Regions from separate parts of the Rattus norvegicus genome. Here region 1 is linked to region 2. A link is a contact called in public Hi-C data. All regions are on one chromosome and are shown on one strand. The core of a region is the stretch at or near the end of the contact, and the rest is flanking DNA. Distances in the headings are between cores, read along the strand shown. Region 1 overlaps Faul2 (FAU ubiquitin like and ribosomal protein S30 fusion like 2). Region 2 holds the start of Ksr1 (kinase suppressor of ras 1).

Region 1 (5,753 bases), core at 1,317-3,816, 160 kb before region 2:
GTGCCTTCAATGTCTCTCATTCTCATTTATGACTCTGCAGTCAGTGATACCACTGCAAAAGAAGCTTCCTTGTCCAAAGCAGCAGGCAGCACAGATCATGTACTTCCACTTCAACTTGGCTGCAGTACAGATCGCAGACATAAACATGGCCTCCGGTGGCAGCATGGACCACAGAAGTCTTTCAAGGAGACTCAGTCCAGGAAATGTACTATTCTCCATCTTGGATATCTTGTTGTTGCAGAGTCAAGGTGATCCTGCAGTTGGGCAGCACGACGTGTGTGTGTGTGTGTGTGTGTGTGTGTGTGTGTGTGTGTGTGTGTGTGATTGGAGCCGGACCTCTAGGCTGTTCACCACCCTGCTCTTGGCAGCGGCTGCCCCATCTGCATCCCAGATACAACCGTCATGCTCGCAGCCCTCTCCTCTCCCCAGGAGGTCGAGTAAGCGTGAGGGGCAGCACAGCAGCTCCCCAACTGTGGATCATGGGGTCTCTGGCCTATAGAGCAGCAACAAGGGAGGCAAGCGTGTGGTGGCCCGAACCTCCTGGCAGCCTGAGGACCTGCACCAACCACGACACCGCCTCATCTCTAGTTCGGTTTCTCTCCGCCTCACAGGCCACTCTATTCCTCCACCATCTGTTTTTCTTAAGTATTTTTTCTTTCTTTTCTTTTTTTTTTTTCGGAGCTGGAGACCGAACCCAGGGCCTTGTGCTTGCTAGGCAAGCGCTCTACCACTGAGCTAAATCCCCAACCCCTTTCTTAAGTATTTTTAATACCTTTAAAAAACATCTTCCTATGAGACCTGGCTTTTCAAAGTTGGTCCAGAAATATTGTGCACAAACATGCCTGGCCTAAAATTATTTTCTTAATTTTTCTCTCTCCCCCTCCTTTCTCTTCCCTTCCCTTCCCTTGACCCCGTGTGTGTGTGTGTGTGTGTGTGTGTGTGTGTGTGTGTGTGTGTGTGTGTGTGTATGCCACATCCATGCAGGTGCCCAAGAAGGCCAAAAGAGGTTGTCAAATCCCCTGAAACTGGAGGACTGGAGTTACAGGTAATTGGGTCCTCTTGAAGTACAGCAAGAACATTTAACCACTAAGAGATCTCTCCAGCAATCCCTGACTCCTTCTTCTTTCCTTCCTTTCTTCCCTTCTCCTCTCTCTCTCCTTTCTTTCTTTTTTAAAGATGTATTTATTTTATGTATATGAGTACACTACAGCTGTCTTCAGACACACCAGAAAAGAGCATCAGATCCCATTACAGATGGTTGTGAGCCACCATGTGGTTGCTGGGAATTGAACTCAGGACCTCTGGAAGAAAGTCTGTGCTCTATAATCACTGAGCCATCTCTCCAGTCCTCCTTCCTTTTGTGTGTGTGTGTGTGTGTGTGTGTGTGTGTGTGTGTGTGTGTGTGTGTGTATGATATGTATGTGTGTCTGGTGTGTGTGTGGGTGTGGTGTGTATGTGTTTATATGGTGTGTGTGTGTGGTGTGTGTGTGTGTATGGTGTGTATGTGTGTCTGGTGTGTGTGGGTGGGTGTGGTGTGTGTGTGTTTATATGGTGTATGTGTATGGTGTGTGTGTGTTTGTAGGATATGTGTGTGTGTGTATGGTGTGTGTGTGGTGCGTGTGTGTGTTTGTATGGTGTGCGTGCGAGTGTGTGTATTTGAACCCAGGCCATCTGCTGCTTAGCCCCATCCTCAGCCACTCACTCTCACCCTGGATCACCCCATTTAGTATGTCAGAGGCTTTTTGTTTTGCTTGTGGTGCCAGCAATCACACTCAGGGTACTGTTCACACTGGGAGTGCACTCTACCAGAGCTCCAGCCCCAGCTCGGCTTAAAAGGATGCTCTTCTACAGATAATCTAAAGTGTTCACTCACCCTGTGGAGAGTCTCTGTAAATCTGAGTTTGCTGACAACAATGCATTTCCAGGGACAGGTCCTGGGCTGTTACTACACGACTGACTGAGTGACTTTGGGAGAGTTTCATAAACACACTGATAAGGGGCTCAGTGGCCCAGCTCTGGCCTGGCATAAGCAAAGCCTATCTTCAATCTCTAGGACCACAAAACAACCTCTTCTGAACAAATCATGAACCACACTTTTTTCATCCCTAAAAAGAAGGATTTAGACTCCATGGGCCATAAACCTCAACTGTAAGATTCTCATTTGGGCCCGCGTGTAGCTCAGTTGTAGTGAGCTCACTGGCTTGCTGAGGTTTGAACCTCAGAAGCTCATAAAGTCAGGCAGGATGACACAAGCCTATAAACCCAGCACTTGGAAGACCAAGAAGAGGATCAGAAAGCCCATGTCATTCTTGGCTATGTAGTTCAAGGCTCATCAAGAGGTACATGAGGTGTATTTAAGAAAAATTTAAACGAATAAATAAAATTCTGAATTTGCTGGTTAACTTAAAAAAAAAACAAAACAACAACAAAAAACCAAACCACCCAGGCAGTGCAATAGCAAACATTGCCAGCAGAGGGCAGAAGTCCCTTAAAGCTCAGATCCACTTCCTGGTTTTCAGTGTTCTGTGGCTGGTTTTCCTGTTCCTTTGCTTAGCCATGTATTGTGTGCTTTTGCCTTATTTGTCAAACATAAAAACCTTTCCTCCCCGATGGGCGAAGGGAATTGCTTGGCAGCAGGTGATATACGGGGTGGTTTTATAATCAGGGTGAATGTCAATAGACTTACCACAGCAGAGTCTTGTCTAACAAACCTTTTTGTTGGTTTTTGATTTTGAAGGCAGGTTCTGCCTATGGAAGGAGCCCAGACTGGTCTGGAAAAAGGTGGTCCTCCTGATTCAGCCTCCCTAGCCCTGGGATTAAAACAACCACACCGCTGCCTACTCCCCTGCTGCCCCATCTGTTATTTTTTGGGACAGAGTCTCACTAAGTAGTTCTATCTTTGTATGAACCAGACCAGCCTTGAACTCCTGGAGTCTGCCTGCCTCTGCCTCCCCAGTAGTTACCGGTGACTGTAGGTGTGGGGAACTGAACTCAGGTCCTCTGTAAGACTACCAAATATGGCTGGAGAGATGGCTCGGCTGTTAAGAGCACTGACTACTCTTCCAGAGGTCCTGAGTTCAAATCCCAGCAACCACATGGTGGCTCACAACCATCTGTAATGGGATCTGATGCCCTCTTCTGGTGTGTCTGAAGATAAATAAAATAAATAGGTCTTAAAAAAAAAAAAGTACCAAATACTCTTAACTTCTGAGCCATCTCGCCAGCTCCTGGCTTACCATAAAAAAAATACACACACACACACACACACACACACACACACACACACACACACATATATATATATATATATACACACACACACATATATATATATACACACACACACACACATATATATATATATATCAGCAAACTTCTTCTCAAACTTGGATATAGCTGATATTTCTCTCTTCCATTTTCAAAAAAAAAAAAAAGCCTTTGAAGGCTATGGTGATGCCTGGAATCCCACCACTCTGGGGCTGAAACAGGAAGATCCCTACACATTTAGGGTTAGCCTGGGGTACATATTGAATATTATGCTAAACAGAGCTACATGGAAAGACCCTGCCTCTAGAAGGGAAACAAGTACTGCTACTAATAATGGCACAGGCACAGAATGGAAACCGCTCCACTAGGTAAAAGAACAAGACAAGGGCTGGAGAGATGCTCAGAGGACCTGGTTTTTTTTTTTTTAAAAGGTTTATTCATTTATTAAATATAAGTACACTGTAGCTGTCTTCAGATACACCAGAAGAGGGCATCAGATCTCTTTACAGATGGTTGTGAGCCACCATGTGGTTGCTGGGAATTGAACTCAGGACCTCTGGAAGAGTAGTCGGGTGCTCTTAACCGCTGAGCCATCTCTCCAACCCGAGGACCTGGGTTTAATTCTATGCACCCACATGGTGGTTCACAACCACTGTAACTCCAGTCCCAGGGGCTCTGACCCCATCTTCTGACCTTTGTGGGCACCAGAGCATGGATGTGGTGCACAAACATGCATGCAGGTCAAACATCCACACATAAAATAAGATAAACCTTATATGTAAAAAACCCAGCAAGATAAACCAAATGGTAGATGGTTCATGCCTGTAATTTTCAGCACTGGAGAAGATCAGGAGTTTGACCCTGTTTCAGAGACAGAGAAAGAGGGAGAGAGAGAGAGAGGGAGAGGGAGAGGGAGAGAGAGAGAGAGAGAGAGAGAGAGAGAGAGAGAGAGAGAGAGAGAGCCCCTGTGGTAGCATGTGTCTTTTATTCCAGAACTTGGGAGGCAAAAGCAGGAAGATCTCTGTGAGTCCAGGCTAATCAGGACTACATCCACATTAGTGAGATCCTGGCTAAAAGAAAGTTGGGCTGGAGAGATGGCTCAGCAGTTAAGAGCACCCAACTGCTCTTCCAGAGGTCATGAGTTCAATTCCCAGCAACCACATGGTGGCTCACAACCATCTGTAAAGAGATCTGATGCCCTCTTCTGGTGTATCTGAAGACAGCTACGGTGTACTTAGATATATAATAAATAAAATAAATCTTTAAAAAAAAAAAGAAAAAAAAAAAAAAAAAAGAAAGTGACAGAAAGAACAAGAGTCCCCTGTAAGGTCTGTCAGAGGATGACATGAGATGTATAAAAAGATGTTAGTACAGAGCCTGCCACAGGTTCAATGAATAATGAGGAACTGGGTACAGGGCATCCATGCACCAAAGTCCCCATTACTCAGGGCCCTGAGGCAGGGGGATTATTGGAGCTAAGGAGTTCCAGAAACACTGGGTAAAATAGTAGAATTGTCTCAAAAACCAAACCAAGACAAAAAAGGGCTGTGTGTGAGGGTTCCTGGGCTCTGCTACTTTTATAGTGAGTTCCTGTCCTTTGTGTGCGGGGAGACAGGATCTCACAGTATAGCACAGGCTGGCCTGGAACTCTCTATGCAGCTCACCTAGAGCTCAGCAATCTTCCTGCCTCAATCAATTCTGGCATTGTACTGAGTTGCCTGCTCCCAGAAGACTGTTCATCTCGGGGATTCATTTTTGACCTCTGAATGTGTTTTGTCTAGCCACTTTTACTGGCTAGGTTTATGTCAACAAGCTAGAGTCAAGCAAGAGTCTCTCTTGACACCGAGAAGAGGGAGCCTTATTTTAGAATTTTCTCTCAGTTCAGGCTGGCCGTGTGGTGGTGGCACACACAATCCTAGCACTCAAGAGGCAGAGGCAAGTGGATCTCTTAGTTCGAGGCCAGCCAAAGCTACACAGAGATCCTGTCTTGGAAAACAAAAACCAATGAACCAAACAGATCAGGGTGTAGACAAGCCTGTAGGACATTTTCTTTTTTTTTTCTTTTTTCTTTTTTTTTTTTTTTTTTTTTCGGAGCTGGGGACCGAACCCAGGGCTCTACCACTGAGCTAAATCCCCAACCCCTGTAGGACATTTTCTTAATTAGAGATAGACAGGTGGTGCCATGCCTAGGCTGGTGGTCCTGGGGTCTATAGGAAAGCAGGCTGAGCGAGCCGTGAGGAACAAGCCTGTAAGACGTATTCTTCCTGGTCTCTGCATCAGCTCCTGTCTCCAGGTCCCTGTCCAGGTTCCTCTCATGAGGAAGCATAAACTGAACACATACTTTCCTCCCCAGGTTTCTTTGGTCATGGCGTTTTATTGCAGCAATAAAAATCCTAATTGAGACTCTGCTTACTGTCATTACTGCATCCTTTCCCCTGTTGTGACAGCTCCTCCAGGACAAGGTCCTGCTCTACGAGACTGGGCAG
Region 2 (5,690 bases), core at 73-2,572:
CAGGAGAAGAGCTCTTAAGTGCTGTGCTATCCCAACCCTGTTTTGAGGTAAGATCTCATTATATAGCCCAAGCCTGTCTTGAATTCATGATTTGACCAGATTGGTCTCAAACTTACAGAGATCTTCCTGCCTCTGCCTCTGGAGTGCTGAGATTGAAGGTGTGCACCATACTTGGCTTCAATTTCACTCCCCCCCCCCCCCCCCCCCCCCCCCCCGCCTTAAGACAGGGTTTCTCTGTCTAGCCCTGACTGTCCTGGAACTTGCTTTGAAGACCAGGCTGGCTTCGAACTCACAGAGATCCTCCTGCCTCTGCCTCCTGGGTGCCACTGCCACCTGGCTTGCTTTCACTTCATTTTTATTGCTAGAACACGTGAGACAGTCGACCAGGAGAGGAGAGTGAACAGGTGTGATAAAGCTTAGATGTTGGATTAGGGCGGACCGGGGAATACCGCTGCTAAGATCACGGGACTGCTTAGGCTCAGGGTCTCATCTGAACAGTCTGAGGTTAGAAGGGAGCTAACATGTATACATGATCACACATGCCAGTAGTTAATCTGGGTGCTGTACAAATATAATAACCTTTTTAGACGCCCTCTGGGCTAGATGGCTGTGAAGGGGAAACTTGGGCACTCAGAGGAAAAGCCATTTGTCCAAATTCACATACTGGGTAGTGGAGTGGTAGGACTCAAATTTGAAGCCAGGTTCTCTCTGCCCCGAAACTTTAGAAGTGTTCAACAAATTAATATCCTGCCCACGTGGCATCTGCAGGGTATGGGACACTAAACTTATTTTGTTGAGCAAATAGAACACAGAAGAAAGTCCTTTCTCCTTGCCGGCATATTAACTTTGGTGTGACAATTCAAGGTCAAGCTTTATGTGAACGCAAAGACAACTCAGAGTCAAGTGTGAAATTTAGATGAAGGTGGGTGTTTCTTTTTCTTTTCTTTCAACAGTGTTGGGGAATCAAACCTAGGGCTTTGTGTTTGTCAGGCGAGTGTTCTGCGGCTGAGCAATCCTTAGTGCATTCCCATACATGGCAACCCCTAAGCTCACACGAAAAATTTGGGACCCTATTGAGGCTCCCACAAGACAGGGGTTATCTGTGTCTGAGCCATCAGTCCCTGCCCCACCCCATTCGCCGGTCTAGGGAAGCTACTGATGTGTGTGCGCTTGCGTGTGTGAGAAGGGCGTAGTAGGGGGAGATGAGGGTAAAGGAACGAAAGGGGATTGGGAATCAAACTACCAAGACCACGACGCACACGAATTGGAGCAGGCGCAGAGCAGCCCCTTCTAGGCGTCAGGCGGGGCCAGAGTGCGGGCGGGGCCCCGAGGGCGCGGGCCAGAAGGCAGATGCAAGATGCGCACTACAAGTCCCAGGATACGCCGCGGCCCCGATCCGGCCCCCGCGGTCGCTTAAAGGCTCCGGCAACCACAGCCGTCGGGTCGCGGAGGCTTTCGCTTTGCCGCCGCGTCTGAGTGGTAGGAGGAGCGGACTGAGCAGCAGGCTCTCGGGACTGCAGGCTTCGGAGGCACCGAGGGGCGCTCCTAGTGCAGCCTTCCCGGCTCCGGACTTCTCTGCGGAGGCGCCCGTGTCCCCGGGCACCTCGCCTCGGCCCCCAGCGGCCCCGATGCCGAGGCATGGATAGAGCGGCGTTGCGCGCAGCAGCGATGGGCGAGAAAAAGGAGGGCGGCGGCGGGGGCGCCTCGGCGGCCGCGGACGGGGGTGCAGGGGCCGCCGCCAGCCGGGCGCTGCAGCAGTGCGGCCAGCTGCAGAAGCTCATTGATATCTCCATCGGCAGTCTGCGCGGGCTGCGCACCAAGTGCTCAGTGTCCAACGACCTCACGCAGCAGGAGATCCGGACCCTAGAGGTAAGGGGCCGCTGCGCCCCATGTCCGGACCCGGCTGTGGCTCGGGAGCCGCCCCACTGCTTTCCTTCCCGAGTTGCATCCTGCAGCCGGGTCTGCTGTTTGGAGTCTTCCTCCCTTGCCCGAGCTCGCTGATGCGGCAGAGTGAGGACCTATGACCGGCGCTCACTTTGGAAAAATTTGGGGGAGGGGGTGTTAGTGTGGGACTGGATCGAGTCTCGAAGACCAGCGTGCCGGGTAGGATGCACGCGGGCATCCCACTGCAAACCCCTTTCCGCCCTCACCCCCTTTTCAGTGTCCACAGTGGTTATTGTCCCACTGAATCACGCGCTGGACTTTTCTCTGTGTGCTTTAAGTCCGGTAGCGTGGGCTGGGGTGGTGGGGGGACGTCCCCTGAAGTGTGAGCGTCGGTCGGTAGCACTAACTTTCCCCTCACACCCCGCTTTCCTTGTCTGTCTCTTTCCTTTCCACCAGGTCTCTGCCGCTTTTCAAAAAGTGTTTGCTGAAACAGCATTTTTGCTGTTCGGGCGTTGGGGTGCTTTTCTTTGGCGATATCACAGCGGTTCACTGCTTAAAATGAAATTACCCGTTGACTTCCCTACTCCACCCCAAACATTGAGCTTTGGCCTAGGAAGGATTATAGTGTGGAAGGGAAGCTTTGGTAAGAACAGGCTACTTAAGGGGGTTGCTGACAGAGATGACCCTGGAGTGCAGTGAAGAAACAAAATGTGTGAGTTCTCTTCTCTCAAATTATAGTTGGGAAGTGCAGCATTAAAAGGATTTGGAAGAACCAGCCAGAAAGGTGGTTGGGACTTCAGAAGGGGACGCTTCCCCACTCCCTTACACATTGGAGGAAAACTAGTGCCTTTCCAACTTGCTTTTGCCTAGAGACTGGAAGGCCTTTGAAAGTGAAGGGTCAGTTAATAACTCTGTCCCGAAGGATGCCCCCCCTGCCCTCCTCATTCCCCCCATTGCCACAGTTGGTGTCTGTAGATCTGAGGATGTCTTATTAGATACATAATTCCCCCCCCCTCTCTCTTTTTTGCTAATTGCATCTGCCAGCTGTCATAGAGCCAGCCGGTGATTGCTGTAATTATTACAAGACCAGTCCTCCCTCCTCTCACACCACAAGCCTGAATCCTTGTTTAATCCAAAATGCTCAGGGTGACTCTCCCTTAGTTGTATTTTCATAGAAGCCATGAAGCCAGGACCATTGGGAGACTCCAAAGAGTGTTGGCTCTTATTATTGGTTTTTGTTACAGTTGCTATAGCAGGACTGACCAGGGCTTTGCTTTAAAAACAAACCAACAAAGCCCTGCACTGGGCTTTTCTGCATGTGGATTTCTTGAACACAGCTTAGCTTGTGTGTCCAGCAAAGTTCACGTTTTAAGCAGATACAATAGGAGGCCTGTGTGTCATAGTTCTGGGGTCGTTGTCCTGCAGTGTATATCTGTTACACTGCTGTGTTGTTGGGCTGCTGAATGTTCTGTGTTGGCCTTTGCCGCTCCTCCCCAGGTCCCTTTGAGGTGCTCCTGGATCCCAGGGTGTATGTAGAATGGCTTACTCTTTATTCTCTGCAAATTCTCTTTGTCCTCAAATGTTGCACGTTTTGACAAAGTTGTGGCATCAGATACCCCAGAGTCTCCAGCTGTTCAGGCCTCTGAGCTGGTTAGGCAGCAGCCTCCCTACTGCATGCATTGTGAGGTAACCCCTGGTGGCTTCTGCACTGTGAAGAAGACACATGCCCTGTTCTTTACGGTGTATTTGAAGGGTCCTTCTGGTCCCTGAAAAGACAGGGCTTTGGATACCATTTCGAATGGGAATTTTGACTTTGGAGCCGGTTCCTTAGGATTCTTACCAGCTAGTTTGGGTGAATCATTTCATCTCTGGGGCCTTAGCTTCCCCATCTGCTCCACAAGAGCTTGGAGTGGTTCCCTTCACTCTCTCTGAAAAGCTCACATTCTGTGGTTAAGTCATGGGGTTGGGGGCTGGGCGGGTTGGACTGGATGACGACTGTTGTGTTAAGTTAGTGTGTATACTATTCTGTGTAGATGGCCCTATTTAAGAACAGCACTGGGCAGGTTATGTAGGAGATGCCTTTATGATTGTGAGCATCTTGACCATGGATGTGCAAGAGAACAAAAAGCCCCCCAGCTTGTAATCAGTTCTGTTTCTGTCTAGATGACTTTGGGGCAAGCCGGGTAACTTCTCTCAAACTTCCCCACCTGCCTGTAAAGTGTGAATGGAGTCCTTTTGCTTGTAGTGTTTGGTGGAGTCTGTTATCTACCTATAAACGTTCCCTGGATGGGCCCTGGTGACATTCATGCACAGGGCACCTTTAGAAGAAGAAGTACATAGAACTGGTTTCCTACAGGTGATGATACAGGGCAGGAAGCAATCCCAGAAGGCTGCATCAGGGTAGCCCACTCTAGCAGTGTGTAGAAAGGCAACTAATTCAGGCCAGTCTCAGTGTTCCCTTGAATTTCTGTCGGTTTTGTTGTTGTTTTAAGAAAGGTATTTGTATGTGAGCTTGTGTGACTTTGTGTACCACATGTGTGCAGGAGCCTGAGGAGGCCAGAAGAGGGAATCAGAAGCCTGGAACTGGAGTTACAGCTTGTTCCCTGCCATGTGGGTGCTGAGAAATGAACTTGAGTCATTTGCAGGGGCTGCAAATTCTCTTAACTGCTTGCTGTGCCATCTGTCCAGCCCCAGATTTCTGATATGTATATTTGAAATATTTGTGTATAAAGTATATATGCATGTATATGTTACATGCATAATTATCTATATGACCTTGAGATAGGTCTCATTATGTAGCCCTGACTGAACTCAGCATATAGATTAGGTTGGTTTTGAACTCATGGCTATTCTCCTGTTTCTGTCTCTTGGGTGCTAGGATTACAGGTGCCTGGCTGGAGAGTTTGGCTTATACAACTATATCAGACTTCTGGCTGAATCCCAAGAGGCACGGGACAGGGCCCTTCTTAGCTACTCTTGGTGGGAGCGGTAGCTCATGGGATGTCCCTTGTGGGACCCCGACCAGGGGCAGGCTGTTTGTGAAGATCTTAGGTCATGATAGCATGCTGTCTGCCGATGGCTTTGCTCTGTGGAGCAGTTCCACTGGGTTGAAAAGGGAGTTAAAAAAAAGGAGGTGAGAAGTATAGCTCCCTGGTAGAACAGTTGCCTTGTATACTTAAGGCTCTGGGTTCAAATCTCCAATACTGCATTTAAAAAGGGGCCGGGGGTAAGTAGCCAAGGTTTAATGCTCACTTCCTACCTGCCCGGCCGTGTGCTAGTCTCTCTTCAATCTCTTAGGAGTTACTGGAGCTCCACCAGAGTCATCACTCATTTTCCCTGTTTAAATGGAAAGCACAGAAGGCACAATCAGAACTCATTGTATCTGGAATGAAGTTGCCGGGCCTTGTCATTGGGTAGGATTTGGTGCCCTGTCTGGGGCAGGCTCTCTAGAGGTCTGGCTATTGCATGAGGCAAGCAGGGATGTTGTCACTCTTCAGCTGTGCTCATTGAGGGACACCTGGCCTTCTGTACAGCTGGGCCTGCTGGTCTTATCATGGTGGGTCCCGTCTGTGCACTGGGGAGACAGTGGTGTGCAAAGCAGGTGCCCACATTGCCTCAGGTCCGTTCACTTTCTTGGTGCTCTGTAATCTGTTCTTTCTTCCCTTCATATTAGCACCTCCCAGAAACAGGCTTCAGCTTGGCTTGGTGTCTTGTACAGGTTGCAGGGTCGTCGCTAAAGGGCTTAGCTCATGAAGCTTTTCTCGGGGGAGGATAACAGAACAACCATGGTACAGTGTCCGCATTTG

Evidence for each region. A called contact is a pair of places that touch in the nucleus more often than the background predicts.
Region 1: a contact with region 2 is called in a Hi-C map of psoas muscle, with 2.7 times the contacts expected there. The contact joins the enhancer-like site here to the promoter of Ksr1 in region 2. A contact is called at or near these places in 2 of 12 Hi-C or Micro-C datasets (Schwann cells and psoas muscle).

What each region holds. Positions count from the first base shown.
Region 1 is chr10:64,753,859-64,759,611 of GRCr8, reverse strand. The region is part of intron 1 of Faul2 (FAU ubiquitin like and ribosomal protein S30 fusion like 2); the gene reads right to left. Among named protein-coding and RNA genes, the nearest start is that of Wsb1, 40 kb to the right of the region's middle. Within about 2 kb of position 2,566, at least 6 of the 93 cell types and tissues checked have an H3K27ac peak or open chromatin away from gene starts, as enhancers often do.
Region 2 is chr10:64,591,714-64,597,403 of GRCr8, reverse strand. It overlaps Ksr1 (kinase suppressor of ras 1), which reads left to right and starts at 1,322. Exons shown (of 19, transcript NM_001382488.2): 1 at 1,322-1,869. The coding sequence starts at 1,639.